2 separate regions of the Rattus norvegicus genome follow, and region 1 is linked to region 2. Evidence: chromatin contacts called from public Hi-C data. All regions are on one chromosome and are shown on one strand. Each heading gives the region's core, a stretch centred on a gene start, on an enhancer-like site or on the middle of the called end of the contact. The rest is flanking DNA. Distances are from core to core; before and after follow the strand shown. Region 1 overlaps Ftl1l5 (ferritin light chain 1 like 5). Region 2 overlaps Cyp4f17 (cytochrome P450, family 4, subfamily f, polypeptide 17).

The links. Hi-C and Micro-C count contacts between places; a contact is called where the count stands out from the background.
Region 1: a contact with region 2 is called in a Hi-C map of liver, with 5 times the contacts expected there. The contact joins two enhancer-like sites. A contact is called at or near these places in 8 of 12 Hi-C or Micro-C datasets (the A7r5 cell line, frontal cortex, kidney and 4 more) and 1 of 1 datasets of contacts at active chromatin or transcription factors (oligodendrocytes).

The regions. Positions count from the first base shown.
Region 1 is chr7:12,352,203-12,359,475 of GRCr8, forward strand. All of the region lies in intron 1 of Ftl1l5 (ferritin light chain 1 like 5), which reads left to right. Cyp4f40 (cytochrome P450, family 4, subfamily f, polypeptide 40) reads left to right here. Exons shown (of 12, transcript NM_001109360.1): 7 at 1,976-2,042; 8 at 2,223-2,352; 9 at 3,550-3,683; 10 at 3,761-3,825; 11 at 3,953-4,035; 12 at 4,354-4,531. The coding sequence ends at 4,528. Among named protein-coding and RNA genes, the nearest start is that of Cyp4f4, 12 kb to the right of the region's middle. Within about 2 kb of position 4,554, at least 9 of the 93 cell types and tissues checked have an H3K27ac peak or open chromatin away from gene starts, as enhancers often do. A contact at or near this core is called in liver, where this site is marked.
Region 2 is chr7:12,183,246-12,190,854 of GRCr8, forward strand. It overlaps Cyp4f17 (cytochrome P450, family 4, subfamily f, polypeptide 17), which reads left to right. Exons shown (of 12, transcript NM_001191986.1): 9 at 1,874-2,007; 10 at 2,080-2,144; 11 at 2,298-2,380; 12 at 2,721-3,479. The coding sequence ends at 2,898. Among named protein-coding and RNA genes, the nearest start is that of Cyp4f5, 7.6 kb to the right of the region's middle. Within about 2 kb of position 2,881, at least 54 of the 93 cell types and tissues checked have an H3K27ac peak or open chromatin away from gene starts, as enhancers often do. A contact at or near this core is called in liver, where this site is marked.

The DNA.
Region 1 (7,273 bases), core at 3,304-5,803, 170 kb after region 2:
AAGAAAAGAGAGACTAGTCAGAAAGAAACACATTATAGAGAGCACACTAGGATATAGCCAATACAGCCTTTCTAGGTCTGAAACCAAAGGGCCTTACTTGGTAGGTTAGTGAATTATAGTATTTGGATTTGGGAGATGCTGCACATAATTTCATAGTCAGTGTAGATCACACATAGCAGTCATACATACTAGGAAGGTAACACTCACTCCCTAGTCCTAGATCTTCCCTTCCCAGGTGATTTGATTATTTTTACCCGACATTTATGTGCACAAAAATGTCACAGTGAAATGAATTATTTTATAGTTAAAAATCAATCTTAGACTTGATGTTCCAGGGTTGGGGGGAAACCCAGGGGGACCCCCTACCTACTCAGAGGAGAAAGGGAAGGGGATAGGGAAAACATTGTAGGAGGGGAGCAACCTGATGGCAGATATCTTAATTACTGTTCTGTTTCTCTGAAGAGACACCATGACTAAAGCAACTCTTATAAAAGAAAGCACTTAATTGTGGGCTGGTCTACAGATTCAGAGGATTAGTCCATGATTATCATAGTGGGAGGCAGACAGGCTGGAGCTGGAGTACTAGCTAAGAACTTTACATCCTGATTCATAGGCAGCAAGGAGAGAGGGGTGGGGGGAGACTGGCCTGGAGTGGCCTTTTGAAACTTCAAAGCCCACCAACAATACACTTCCTCCAACAAGGCCATACCTCCTAATCCTTTCCAAATAGTTCATCAACTGAGGACTAAGCATGCAAATATGTAAGCCTATGGGACCATTCTCATTCACAACCCGATTTATAAAACAGGAGAAAGACCCATATATTATGAGTCATGGAGGCTTATAGGACAGCACATCTATGTCTTCTTAGTCTCAGAGAAAGCAATAGGATAAACAATGAGAGAGGGGGAGGGACGAGAACAGGAGAGGTAAAGTAAATGAAGAGTGAACAGATGATGGGAAAGGAGGGGCAGAGGAGACAGGAGAGCAAGCACGGAATAGAAGATTAATTTTTAGCTATAAAATAATGAATTTCATTGTGACATTTTCATGCACATAGATCACCCTGTATTTCTCTCAAATTTTCTCAAATAAAGAGGGGATTTTATTTTTTATTATAAACAACTTTAACCAAGTGCTGAGGTAAGTTTTGCAGGTTTGTAAACCTGATAGCTTCTAAAGGAAATAAGATAAATTCTCTATATTTCAACCTAGTAGTGGGACAGGAGAGCAGGGAAGGAATCAGAAACCAAGATGAGAGAAGACAGAGAGGAGACACATTTTAAAACTAGCGATTGAGAAAGAAGGGAGAAGGGGAAGCTAGTTCACTTACTAACCAGACACACTGTGACACCAACCAGACACTGTGACATACTGTCCCTATTTCTCCCATCAGCATTAATCTTCCCACCCTGCAGACACAACCTTTGTGACAAAGCAAGCAGCAATAAAGGAAGAATGATGCAAAGGAAGTCCACTCTTCTTACTTAGTGAGCAAAGTCAAAGACTTAGAGCAGTGGTTCCCAACCTTCCTGATGTTGTGACCCTTTGATACAGTTCCTCGTGTTGTGCTGACCCCGAACTATAAAATTATTTTTGTTGCTGTCTCATACAACAGCTATGAATTGTAATGTAAATATTTTTGGAGATAGTGGTCTGCTACATGTTGAGAAACACTGACTTAGAGCAATGTTAAATCTCTAATCGCTCTGCAATGGTTGTATTTGCAAGGTAGCTAGTCACTCCTCCCACAGAAATCACTCATCATACAGAAGTAGGAAATACCTTGTGAGTCTTTGATTCCTTCAACTAGGAAAAAAACAGGAAGCCAAGAAAACGCCTGTGTGTCGGTGACCAAGAGAAGTGCAGTCATATGAAGGTCTTGTGTGCCTGGTTGGAAAAGGATCTCTAGATGTTATGTTAGACATGAGAGCCGTCAGAAGTTGTGTGATATAAGAACTTGCCTTGTCTCCAGGATGAAGACGGAAAGGAGCTGTCAGATGAGGACATCCGAGCGGAGGCTGACACCTTCATGTTTGAGGGTGAGAGCATCAGTGAAGATAAGGGAAGGGGTAGGAGTCTCTCTACCTCAGGAGTCTGGGTCTCTCATTCTCTGTGCTCTATCTTTTCCCTACCCTCCTTAAAACGTCACTGCTTGAGTGCTGTCCACTCAGTGGTGCTGAAACAGCCCAGAAGCCCAAGTCTACCTATCTGCTCTTCAGGCCACGACACCACAGCCAGTGGGCTCTCCTGGATCCTGTACAACCTGGCGAAGCACCCAGAATACCAGGAGCGCTGCCGGCAGGAGGTGCAGGAACTCCTGAGGGATCGTGATTCTGAAGAGATTGAATGGTGAGCATAGGCCATGGTAGGTTGTCCCTGAGCCCCTCTCCTGCTTCTGTTTCCCAGGTAGGGAAGGGAACTCTTTAAATGATTATTCTGTTGTTGGCTGGTGGATGAGGCTTCTACTTCATCAGCAAGGAAAAGGTCTATGCATTGGAAAGAAATATATGGACTTCAAGGAGAATTATTGACAAGACAACACTATGTGAAGGCAGATGATACTACTTGGCATGCATTGAATAAAAATGAACTTCCTTTCCTCTCCTGGACTTCTGTCCTATTCAACATTTCCCCATTAATCCCTTCCTGATAGATTGCTTGTCTGTTCTTTAATTACTTCCTTACTATTCCGCCTAGGGATCCATAGGAGACATCTGGAAATAAAAGTCATATGTATTTTTTCTTGAAACTTTGGATCATCCATGCATCTATTCCTCACTCATCAAACTCTCCCACTCTCCCATTTCACCCCAATTTGGTGCTAAAGACTCAGCTCAGAGACCAGCCTTCCTTGGCTCTCAGTTTGGTGGGAGAGCAGTCTTAAGTTAAGGCACATCTAGGACCGATGGGAAGACATTGGAATGAGAGTATTAGAGAAGCAAGTGCAGGAGGAAAGGATATGTTTTATTGGGAAAGTCACTGAATATCTGTGTGGGACTGAGGAACACAGTGGTAGGTCTAAGGATGATATTGACTGATGAAAGAGGAAGTCAGTAAGATGACTGGTAGCAGGAGGGGTACAAAAAAGAGGAAATATGTAAAGAGGAAGGAAGATGGGAACATGGAGGATAAAGAAGGGGTAAGGTGACGGAAGGGCCTGAGACAGGAAAAATAACTCTGAGAGAAGGCAAGGGAGGTGGGAAAGGGTAGATAGGATATGTGAGGGAGAGAGACAGAAGACCAAACAATTTAGATCCATTTATTCTTTCTCTTCGCATTTTGCTTTTTTTTTTACCATAAAAATATTCATTTTAATGGAAGTTTGTTGTTTTTAAAATGGTGGGCTTTTGAACAATTCGTTGTCTCAGAAAAACAAACAACAAACAAACTTCTCTAAAGATTCCTAGCTAAATTTCCTCTAGTACTTTCCTAGCTTTCTGTTCTTCTCAAGATTATTTTACCACTGTGAGGAAAGATTAAATGGGCAGCCCAGGGGCTGGCAGCCTCTGCTTTTGCTCCTGGATAATTGTGTGGTGTGCTTCTCAGGGACGACCTGGCCCAGCTGCCCTTCCTGACCATGTGCATCAAGGAGAGTCTGCGACTGCATCCCCCAGTCACAATGGTCTCCCGATGCTGCACACAGGACATTTCTCTGCCAGACGGCCGTGTCATTCCTAAAGGTAACCACAGAACTTAGGAAACGGTACACAGCAAAGCTCATCAGGCAGCTTACCCTGCTCGCTTCTCTTTCTCACAGGTATCATCTGCATCATCAATATTTTTGCAACCCATCACAACCCAACTGTGTGGCAGGACCCTGAGGTGCGCAGTGTTCCCACTCTTGTTCATCCCCAATAGCCCCAGGATGTCAGACCTCCAGCACACTCAAGACTCTGACTCTGGCTGTGTTGGTAGATATCACCCATTCACCATGACTAGTCTTTTGCAGGTCTATGACCCCTTCCGTTTTGATCCAGAGAACATCCAGGCTAGATCGCCTCTGGCATTTATTCCCTTCTCGGCAGGACCCAGGTGAGTCCAGCAAGCACGTGGTCGTGGAGCAAAATCTGAGCCTGGTAGTGAGAAAAGGTGGATGGAGATGGTAGGGGTTTCACCAAGGTTTGGAGAGCCTCTTTCGGAAGTTCCAAGAGCAGCCAGGGATAGTGGTGGTGTTGCGGCTAGTTTGTATTGTGGCCTAAACTCTGGGCAAGGTTCGAATTAAGCATTAGTGGTGTGCTCTGTATATTAGCATCTCTCAACCCGACGGGACTGGGTCAGGTTGGGTCTGAGGGTCCCTATCTGGGTCCTGGAAAAGGGCACAGTCAGAGTCCCTACCCCATCCTCCCGCAGGAACTGCATAGGACAGACTTTCGCTATGAACGAGATGAAGGTGGCAGTGGCGCTGACGCTGCTGCGCTTCCGCGTCCTGCCCGATGACAAGGAGCCGCGCCGGAAGCCGGAGCTGATTCTGCGCGCGGAGGACGGGCTGTGGCTGCGGGTGGAGCCTCTGAGCGCCCAAGCATAGTAACTGTCCTACTTTGTCCTGGACTTTTAGTATGTAAATAGGCGTGACTCTGCCCATGTCGATTGCAAAGCCCAAGCAGTGCTGTCACCCTGCAAGCAGGGGCTGCAAGGAATCCATCCAGTGGTCAGAGTTATGGAGTCCAGCTGGCTGATTTGAGTCAAAGATCCCTGACTTCTCTGAATGACCAACAGCCCCTAACTTATGGCACTTGGTTCCTTTGTGCTTTTTGCCAACAAAGCTATCCCAGACTAAATCATGTGGCATCACACTTCCCACCACCCCCTGAAAATAGGCAAAAGTTAGGTATTTTTCTTTGTTCAGGGTTTTTTGAAGGCTCACTCCTAGGATTCCCCTTCCGTTATGTTTATGGTGGCCATCTCTCTTACTTTTACTATTACCTATACCTCATAACGAAATTCCTCTCCTTGTTTTACAGCAAAGCCTGTCTTTCCTTTAAGGGCATCATCATGTTGTCTCTGACTTACTGTTTTTCATGCTTTCTTACCTCAAAGTAACCAAAGTTATGATGCCCCTTTCCCTAGTAAAGTTAATTTTTGAAGGGTAATTTTGCTTCAGCTCCTTTCCTGAACCAACCACATTTAATGAACTACCCACATTTAAGCCTGTTTGGGTAGTTCATATTCAAACTATATTATGCCCTACTCACAATTGCAAAATTGTGGAAACAGTACAAACACCTACTTTCAAATGATTGAATGGACATAGCATTGTAGTTATACAATGAGGTGTTCCTCAGCCATAACAGGAATAGTTCATGGTGGAGCCATCACATTGCACAAGTCACAAAAGCCATACACCAAAATCACATATTACCATTTCTTTTATGGGAAGTTTAGAGTAGAAACACCCATAGCAATCAAAAGCCTGTGAGTGGTCGATAGAGCTGTGGGGATGGGGAAAGAGGAAAGACTGCTGAATGGGAATACATTTCCCTCATGGACTGATGAAATGTCTTAGAAATAGAGCATGGAGAAGGTCCCATGTCATTAAACACTTCATGTTCATATTATGTGATTTCCACCTCAAAAAATATTTTTATTATACATAGTTTTGTTGTTGAGTTATTCACACAAAATGTTATGAATATCCTGTCATGACACTAAATTGTTTTATGAACCTTCATTAGTCATCTTTAAAATAGTATTAGTTATTTTTAACTTAATTGATTTTCGAGGGACTATCCTTGGTATTAGTGCTTTTAATTAAAGATCTTTTTAAAACTCTGCGTGTGTTAGTTACTTTTCTACTGCTGTTATACAATATCATGATCAAAGTAGCTTATAAAAGAAAGCACTTAATTGGGGCTTATGGTTTTGGAGAATTCAGCCCGTGCTGGCAGAGCAAAGGTATGATTGTAGGAACAGCTGAGAGCTTATTCCTTGATCCACAAGTTGGACACACACACACACACACACACACACACACACACACACACACACACGGAACGGTATCTTTTTGAATCTCAAAGTCACCCCAAGTAGTACACCTCTTCCAACAAGGCTGTGTTTCCTAATCCTCTTATTTGGGTATACCTACTGAGGGACCAAATCTTCAGGACACAAGGGCACAGAACATACACAATCATTCCAAAAATGGAAGAATAGCAGCACAGTGAGGAACTACTGGACCCAAGGAAGATGAAAATCCATAGAGTCAACCACAAACCCTGCAGCTCTATGCCTATTGATGGCAAACACTTGTCCATGTTGAGTTGGTTCCACTTTCTGTCTGCAGCTTTCCTTGGTGGGTAACCTATGGCACTGGCATCTCCAACATCTTGGGGTCTCCAACACAATCCAGGTATCACTTTCAGAGCTTCACACAATGGCCTCTCAGGGCTTCATGCAGGGAGTTCCCTGCCCCATGCCTGACCTCAGTGCCTTTCCTTAACCATGGAGGAGGCTTCTACAACCCCCTTAATCCTGAATCTTTCTTGACTCTAAAGCCAGAACCAACTTCTTCTGCCCATTTGGGATCAAATGTGGCCCCTCCCTTGGATTACATTTGCATAACCTCAGAATTCTTGTTACTATTTAGTGGAGATTTTCCTTTTACAAGTTGGAGGATTAGCTGTGTAGAGTCTTGCCCTGAGGGCATGATTTCTTTTCTTCCATGTGTTCAGGCATTGTTTAAACTTTCCATCTCTTTGAGTACAAGACTTGGCTCCAGTGTATTTTCTGGAGCTTTTCCCTCCTCTAACTGCACACTGAATTTTTCTGCCTTGCTTGTGTTTTTTTTTTTTTTTTTCATTATACAGCTACCTAAGAGTAATTACTAGTAACCAAGCGACTTAGCCGATATTAGGCTATCTTGAAATTTCCTCTCCCAATGGAATGAATTCCAAACTTTTCAATTTAGCCTCAGTCAGATCCTTAGACAAAGACAGAAAACAGCCACCTTCTTTGCCAAACATCCTTAGTCTTTAGGCCAGTAGCTAATGCTGCTCCCCTCTGAAACCTCTTAGTTCACATTGCCCTCACATTACTCTCTGCTTTGTCCCTTCTAGGATGGCCCATTAAGCTCTCTTAAAGCATTAAGCCACTTTTCGTTTTTGTAATTGGACATTTTGTTTATTTATATTTCAAATGATATCCCCTTTGCTGGTTTCTCCTCTGGAAACCCCCTATCCTATCCTCCCTCCCCCTGCTTCTAGAGGGTACTACTCCACCCACCCACTCCCACCTCCCCACTCCGGCATTTCCCTACTTTTTTAGTCCAAAGTCC
Region 2 (7,609 bases), core at 1,631-4,130:
TTTTTTTTTTTTTAAGATATAGTGGGAAATTCTAGTCAGAGCAGACAGACATTTATTTTTAACATATTCACTTTTAAAGAGATGGGCTTTAATTCCTGTCTCTGTGGGGGTATGTACACACAGTGTCCTGGAAAGCCAAAAGGTGTCAGATCCCCTGGAGCTGGAGTAACAGCTGGTTAAGAGCTGCTCTCTGTGGGTGCTAGGAAGTGAAATGGGGTCCTCTAGAGAGTGGTGAGCACTCCTGCTAATCTTGTTAAGACAGTGTCCCTAAACTGAGGCTGGCCTTCAACTCAACGGACAGCCTATGCTGCTCTTGAAGTGTCGCTCCTCCTGCTCCACCTTCTGAGTCCAGAGTGCCTCCATTTTGTTTCTAAAGGTCTCTCACGTAAATAAATGAAAATGGTTAAAGAGATCCTCTTTGCTTTTGGTAACGGTATCTTTTGATAAGCATGTTTTTTTTTTAATTTATTTAATACGTAATAATAATTCTTTGGTTTCCGGGTAAACATCCCCCTCCCCCCTCCCCTTCCTTATGGGTGTTCCCCTCCCAACCATCCCCCCATTGCCGCCCTCCCCCCAACAGTCTAGTTCACTGGGGGTTCAGTCTTAGCAGGACCCAGGGCTTCCCCTTCCACTGGTGCTCTTACTAGGATATTCATTGCTACCTATGAGGTCAGAGTCCAGGATCAGTCCAGATAAGCATGGGTTTTAAAGAAATATTTCTTTTTTTTAAATTGATTTATTTAATGTATATGAACGCACTGTCTTTTACACACCAGAAGAGGGCATCGGATCTCATTACAGATGGTTGTGAGCCACCATGTGGTTGCTGGGAATTGAACTCAGGACCTTTGGAAGAGCAAGTCAGTGCTCTTAACCACTGAGCCATCTCTCCAGCCCCCTAAAGAAATATTTCTAAAATATTAATATCAAGTTAATTTCTCCAGTATTTATTTATTTATTTATTTATTTATTTTTGATTTTCTAATGGTTTACTCTTTGATTCAGAGTTAAGCACGGTGGCTCACTCCTGTTCTCTCTACATTCGTGAGGTGGAGGCATTAAGGATCAGTTCAAAACCGTCCTGGCAGAGGGCAAGGGTCAGGGGTCGGGGTCAGGGGTCAGGGTCGGGGTAGTGAGCAGGGGGCAGGAGCAGGGACGGGGGGTAGAGGCAGGTGGAGCTCTAAGCTCGTGGCCAGTCCGGTTTACATGGAGTTCTGGACTAGCTAAAGCTACATAGTGACACATTATGTCTAAGCAAAGTAAATTCCATAAAACATGGCTGGGGTGATTGCTGATAGCATAAAGACTTCAGTTTGAGTTCCCAGAATCCATGTAAAAGGCTACGCCAGCACTGGAACACAGGGGAACGGAATCGTGCTGGCCAGCCAGTCTAACCAAAATACATGTTCAGTGAGAGACACTGTCTCAAAATAGAAAATATAGAGGGATAGAAAAAGATGCGCATGGTGACCCCTGGCTTACACAACACACACACACACACACACACACACACACACACACACAAATAAAAATAATAAACAAATTTATTTGATTCATATTAAATTAAATTAAATTAAATTTGGCTTTGGATTCATAGTCACAGAGAAACAAGTGAGGCTGGCCAGTAAGTACTATGCGTGTGTGTGTGTGTGTGTGTGTGTGTGTGTGTGTGTGTGTGCATGAAGTTTATGGCATGTGTGGAGGTTAGAAGACAACTCTTGGGTAGGAGTTGGTTCTCTCTTAACACCTTGTGTGGTCTGGCTACTGAATTCAGGTCATCAAAAATGGGTGCTAGCCCTCTAATGACAAGGATTCTAGCAGGCGAGGACTTTGTTTTTGCACCCTGGATAATTACATGGTGGTTTCTTAGGGACGACCTGACCCAGCTGCCCTTCCTGACCATGTGCATCAAGGAGAGTCTGCGGCTGCACCCCCCAGTCACAGTCATCTCCCGATGCTGCACCCAAGACGTTGTGCTTCCAGACGGCCGGGTCATCCCAAAAGGTGTGGACAGTATGGGGAGGTGGCTCCTACTGGTCCCCGGGGGCAGCACTGACTTCTTTTCTTGTCCAAAAGGAAACGACTGTATCATCAGCATCTTTGGGGTTCATCACAACCCTTCAGTCTGGCCAGACCCTGAGGTGTGACCCTACCCACTCTCTAATTCTGGAACCCGGGGAAGGGGTGTGGAAAACCAGAGCTCTCACTCTTCTGTCTCCATATCCATCTTCACTGGGACTGGCTGGATGTGCACAGAGACCTGACCCAACAGCCTTGTCTTGGTTGATCTTCAGGTCTATGACCCCTTCCGCTTCGACTCAGAAAACCCACAGAAGAGGTCTCCTCTGGCTTTTATTCCCTTTTCTGCCGGGCCGAGGTGAGGCGAAAGCCCTTGGATAACTGAGGGGACAGGGGAAGTTGGGATGGTTGGTTCTGGGTCTCCTTCCCGCCCTCTACTCAGGAAATAGGTCTATAGAGCCGGGCTGGAGGTGAAAGGCGAGAGCCCTATGGTCATAGCTCTTCTGGTCCTGATCTGTCTTGGGCACTGAGTTTGAGAGAGCGTTGGAAGTGGCAACACAACACTTGGATTCCCCAGGATCATCAGCGCACCTTCGGCCTCTCGGGCAGGCGTGGCACGACAGGGACTAGTTCAGTTCAAACCTTGGGGGCTGGTTAGGTCTCAGTAAAGTCAGAGTCCCCACCCTGTTCTCCCGCAGGAACTGCATAGGACAGACTTTCGCTATGAACGAGATGAAGGTGGCGGTGGCGTTGACGCTGCTGCGCTTCCGACTCCTGCCAGATGACAAGGAGCCGCGCCGGAAGCCGGAGCTGATCCTGCGCGCGGAGGGCGGGCTGTGGCTGCGGGTGGAGCCGCTGAGCACAGGCGCTCAGTAACACCATCTAATGTCCCAGTCACTCTCCTCTGCACAATTCAGAAAAAGCGGAGCCTCACCGAGAGCCAGCAGGGGGCGCTGCAGGACAACAGACTCTGGGAGCCTGGCTAGGGCTGCTGTCTGAGTCCAAGAGCCTTTCTAGGTGACCCACCGGGCCCACAGACTGATGAGAGTTGCACCCAAGCTCAAGAAAGGCCTTTGTTCCTTTGGCAATAGGGAGGCACCATAGATCTTTAAGCAGGAGAGATATAAGGTTTACTGGCAGATTTGAGGCAGTTTACTTCTTTCTTTTGTGTTTGAGACAGAGTCTCAGCTTTCAGTGGATACTGCAGGCAGGCCTTTAACTTGCAGCAAATCTCTGGCCTGACCACTCGAGTGGCAATTAGAAAGTGCACCACTGGGCTGGAGAGATGGCTCAGCGGTTAAGAGCACCCGACTGCTCTTTCAGAGGTCATGAGTTCAATTCCCAGCAACCACATGGTGGCTCACAACCATCTGTAAAGAGATCCGATGCCCTCTTCTGGTGTGTCTGAAGACAGCTACAGTGTACTTATATATAATAAATAAATAAAAAAAAAAAAAAAAGAAAGTGCACCACTGTGCCTGTCATATCTGAAGGTATTTTTTATTAGAATGATGGGAAGTTTCCCAGGAGAGAAGTCTGGGAGCCTTTCAAAATGATGTTAAATGATGTCCAAGGCTTGTGATGTCTAAGACCATTGAGGCAGCTTAAATTTAAAATGACATCACATTGCAGGCTCCCTGTGTGGTGATGTCCTTTCAGGTTCCCACTTGTTCTTCCTTGGGCTGGGGAGGTGGCTTAGTGGGGAGACAGGAGGATTCCAGGGCCTCAGTGGCCAGCCAGTCCTGCTGAATCAGAGCTCCATGTTGTAAGAGACACTATCTCAGGAAGTGATGGGATAAGTAAGGTGGATAGTGATGACTGAAGACACCTGAATAAACCTCTGACCTCCTCATGAGCATGACTGTATGTGAAACACACACACACACACACACACACACACACACACACACACACACACACACACACTTCTTGTGTCTCTTCTAGGATTTGATTTCCCTCCTCCTACCAGGAAGGAATTAAAACAGTTTTATGAGTTGAAGACTGGTCTTGGCTATGTTGAAAATTTGAGGCCAGCATTGCGAGACCTTGTCTCAAAACTTAAAAACCAGAGTTTTATATATCTTTGGCTTGAGACATGACTTTAGATGGGCTGGAGAGATGGCTCAGAGGTTAAGAGCACTGCCTGCTCTTCCAGAGGTCCTGAGTTCAATTCCCAGTAACCACTTGGTGGCTCACAGGGATCAGTAAGTAATGGGACCTGATGCCCTCTTCTGGTGTGTTTGAAGACAGCTACACTGTACTCACATACATAAAATATAAATCTAAAAAAAGAAAAAAGAGAAATAGTTTAAGAGCAAAAATGTTTGATTTTTAAAAAATTTTCTAGTGTTCTGTCCTTATCTATAGAGTGTCTTTGGGTTTTTGGGAAATCCTCTACCAGTGAGCTAAAAACCTTCCTGGTTCTTAGGTTTTCTGTGGTGTGTGTGTGTGTGTGTGTGTGTGTGTGTGTGTGTGTGAGAGAGAGAGAGAGAGAGAGAGAGAGAGAGAGAGAGAGAGAGAACTCATGAGGGGTTGACAGCAGTGAGTCCCTTGACTTTGTGACAGAAAACTGAAGCATCACAGCTGGTGTCTCTGTAGTCATTCTGTCATGACCCAAGTGTCAAACATGCTCTTTGCTGCCCATGGGTGGGTTAAGGAATATTGTGAGCCAAGCCCTCTGTTAAGTGTAGGGATTTGCTTATAAATGTAGGAATGTACACTTTGGGCAGGGTTCAGCAGGGCTGGATTTCTGTACCTTAGTCACTGTTCCCTAGGGTAGCTCCTCTCAGAAGGAAGGGGCCATTTTTCGAGATGGCTGACTCTGATGACAAACTGTCCTTTGAGATAGACTCTCCACAGGGCTGCTTGTCCTTCCCTTTACCATGTATGCTGGGCCAAGGGTGTGTACTCCAGGGGGTACAAAAGGACATTGTACTGTATGCCATAAACTCCACTATCCAAGAAGTTATGGATGTTGCATAAAGTAAAAGAGAGTGGGACTAGACCACGTTCCTCAATCAGGCAGCATCCCTCACGGAAAGAGAACTAAAATCTCTCTGTGTGTGTCTCTCTCCCCCTTCTCTGTGTCTCTCCCCTTCTTCCTCACTCTCTCCCTCTAACTCATTCCCTCTGTTTGTGTGCCCAGAGGGTGGGGACAGTTGTGAGCCACCTGATGACCCTGCTGGGAATCAGACTAGTGTCCTCTGCAAAAGTAGTATGTCTTCTTAACCTCTGAGCCAACCCCAGAACCCCATTTTCTAATTTTCTTTTTTCCCATATAAAATTTTCTAGTATTTATTTCTCCAGAGAGTTCTGATGTGATTTCAAGTATTTAACTCATCAGTCGTTTTGTATATGTCTGACAGTGTTTGTGTGTGCATGCAGGTGTGCATGTGTGCATGTGTGCATGTGTAGGTCAGAGGACAATCTGAGTTGATCCCCACTATTCCTCTGACTTTAAGGCAGGTTCTTTTAGCTCCTGCTGTTCTTGGGCATCTAGAGCCATGGCTCTCAACCCGTGGATGGTTACCCCTTTGGCAGATGCCTAAGACCATTGGAAAACATATATTTACATTATGATTCATAACAGTAGCACATTTACAATTATAAAGTAGCAATAGAATAATTTCATCATTGGGTACACCAGCATTTGAGGGACTGGATTAAAGGGTCACAGCCTTAGGAAGGTTGAGAACCAGTCCTCCAGAGGTTCTCCTGTCTCCACGTCCCGTCTATCATCAGGTGTACAATGGTGGTTACAAACCTTCACCTTTGTCCTACAAGCTATAATTTTGAACTAAAGCAAAATGTGTTTATTCAGTTTCTAAACTTGCCATCATTTAAAATGATCCCACCTGTCCCAAGTCCACAGTTTCCTAAGACACGTGAGGGGAGCCCTTCATCGTGAGGTCTTAGAAGCAACAAATGATAAAGTAAAAACCCACACACATTAAAGTATTTATAACGTGCATAAGGCAGTATAAAATCCCAGTCCAAGAGAGAGTAATGTGGGCATAGAAAGGAAAAACAGGGAAAGAAAAACTAAAAATGTAAGACTGAAATTACAACAAACACTCTTGTAGCTTCATATCCAGCATCTGGGGCTCTTGAAGGAATCATCAATGCTCCAGCAGCCTTTGGGAGCCTTGCCCCCTCTCCTGCTTCTTGCAACAAAGAGGTCCTTTTGCGGGGGTTTACTCCCATTTTGTGTCTGAAGGATTTCATGGTAGATACCTTATTCTCCTGGCATCTCCCATTGCACTGGGATCTCCTTGTCCACTAAGCATTCAAATTCTCAGCACAATGCAGCACCTGTCAAGGCTGTCCTGAGCCACCTTGCCCAGCTTCAGTGGCTTCTAGTAGGCTAGTGCAAGCATTCAAGTCTCCCAGTGCTCTCCTATCTTTCAAGCTTGCAAAAGCAATAGTATGTTACATTGTTGACATGTCCTGCTGCCTCCCCTAGCCTCTGTGTGCCTTTAAAGTTCATTGTGGGATAATGGTTCCCTAGGTGCCCATTTTGCAGAAGGGAATCACTTCAGCAGCATTCTCAGTTCAGACGTCCTCCTTTTGAATATATATTTATACTATTTAAGCTGAAGCCCTCAGTGGCTGGGGTTTTGCCTTCAAGGCACCTGCCCTACTGTCCCAATCAGGATAGGAGATTTCTCTTTAATGGGTTAATCTTAGCATGACAGCTGTTTTCTCCCAATCTACCCGCCCGCACCTTGATTGTACCTTCAAACTCTCTCACATCGCTTTCTGCGCATACTAAATATTGCCATGTCTTCCTGTTCTGTTCAGTGCCCTTTCACAGGAGACCTGGGCAAGAGGACTGAGCAGTAACTATAGCACAGCCTGAATATATCCCACCCTCAGGTTTCTGCTGCCAATCAAATCAGCCCATGACTTGAGTCCAGTCTCATTTAAGTTCTCAGGACAGGAGCATAATGAAGCCAATGGATGTCGTGTGGCTGAGTTCTTAGAGGAGTCCTGTTCCCCTCAGAAATTTTATTAAGCACATCTTCATTGTCCATATTTCCATCAAGATTGAGGTGCTCTGAATTATAATCTCATGCACAGAGTATGGTGATAACTTACATTAGTCAGGGTCTTATCAATGAAAATCTCACATGTTGTTGTGAAATCATAAAAATGACTGTCTTTTACCCCCACTAGATCCGGCACCGCAGTGCCCCAAAATATCTGCTAGAAACACACATCCCAACTCTGTGGCGGCCCAGTGTCTCTAGCTGACACACACTCTCTTACACTTAAGTCTGTACATGACAGAACACACAGCACAATAACCTCTGATCCAATTGAGAAGATATAATTGTCCACCTAAACATACAAAACCCTATACACACCCAACCCTTAAGAATATTCACAGCAACCTGTAAATACACAGAGTGGAAGCTTAACGTCAGCCTCCATGTTCTCTCCGTGGATTCCCAGCCATCTCCTCCAGTCTTCAGTCTCCTTCTGTTCCAGTCTCCCCCTCTTCCCTCAAGCTTTTCTCCCGCCCACCCTTCCTTCTCATCCAATGACAGGCCTCATTTCATCTTGTACCTGCCTCACCTGTATGACA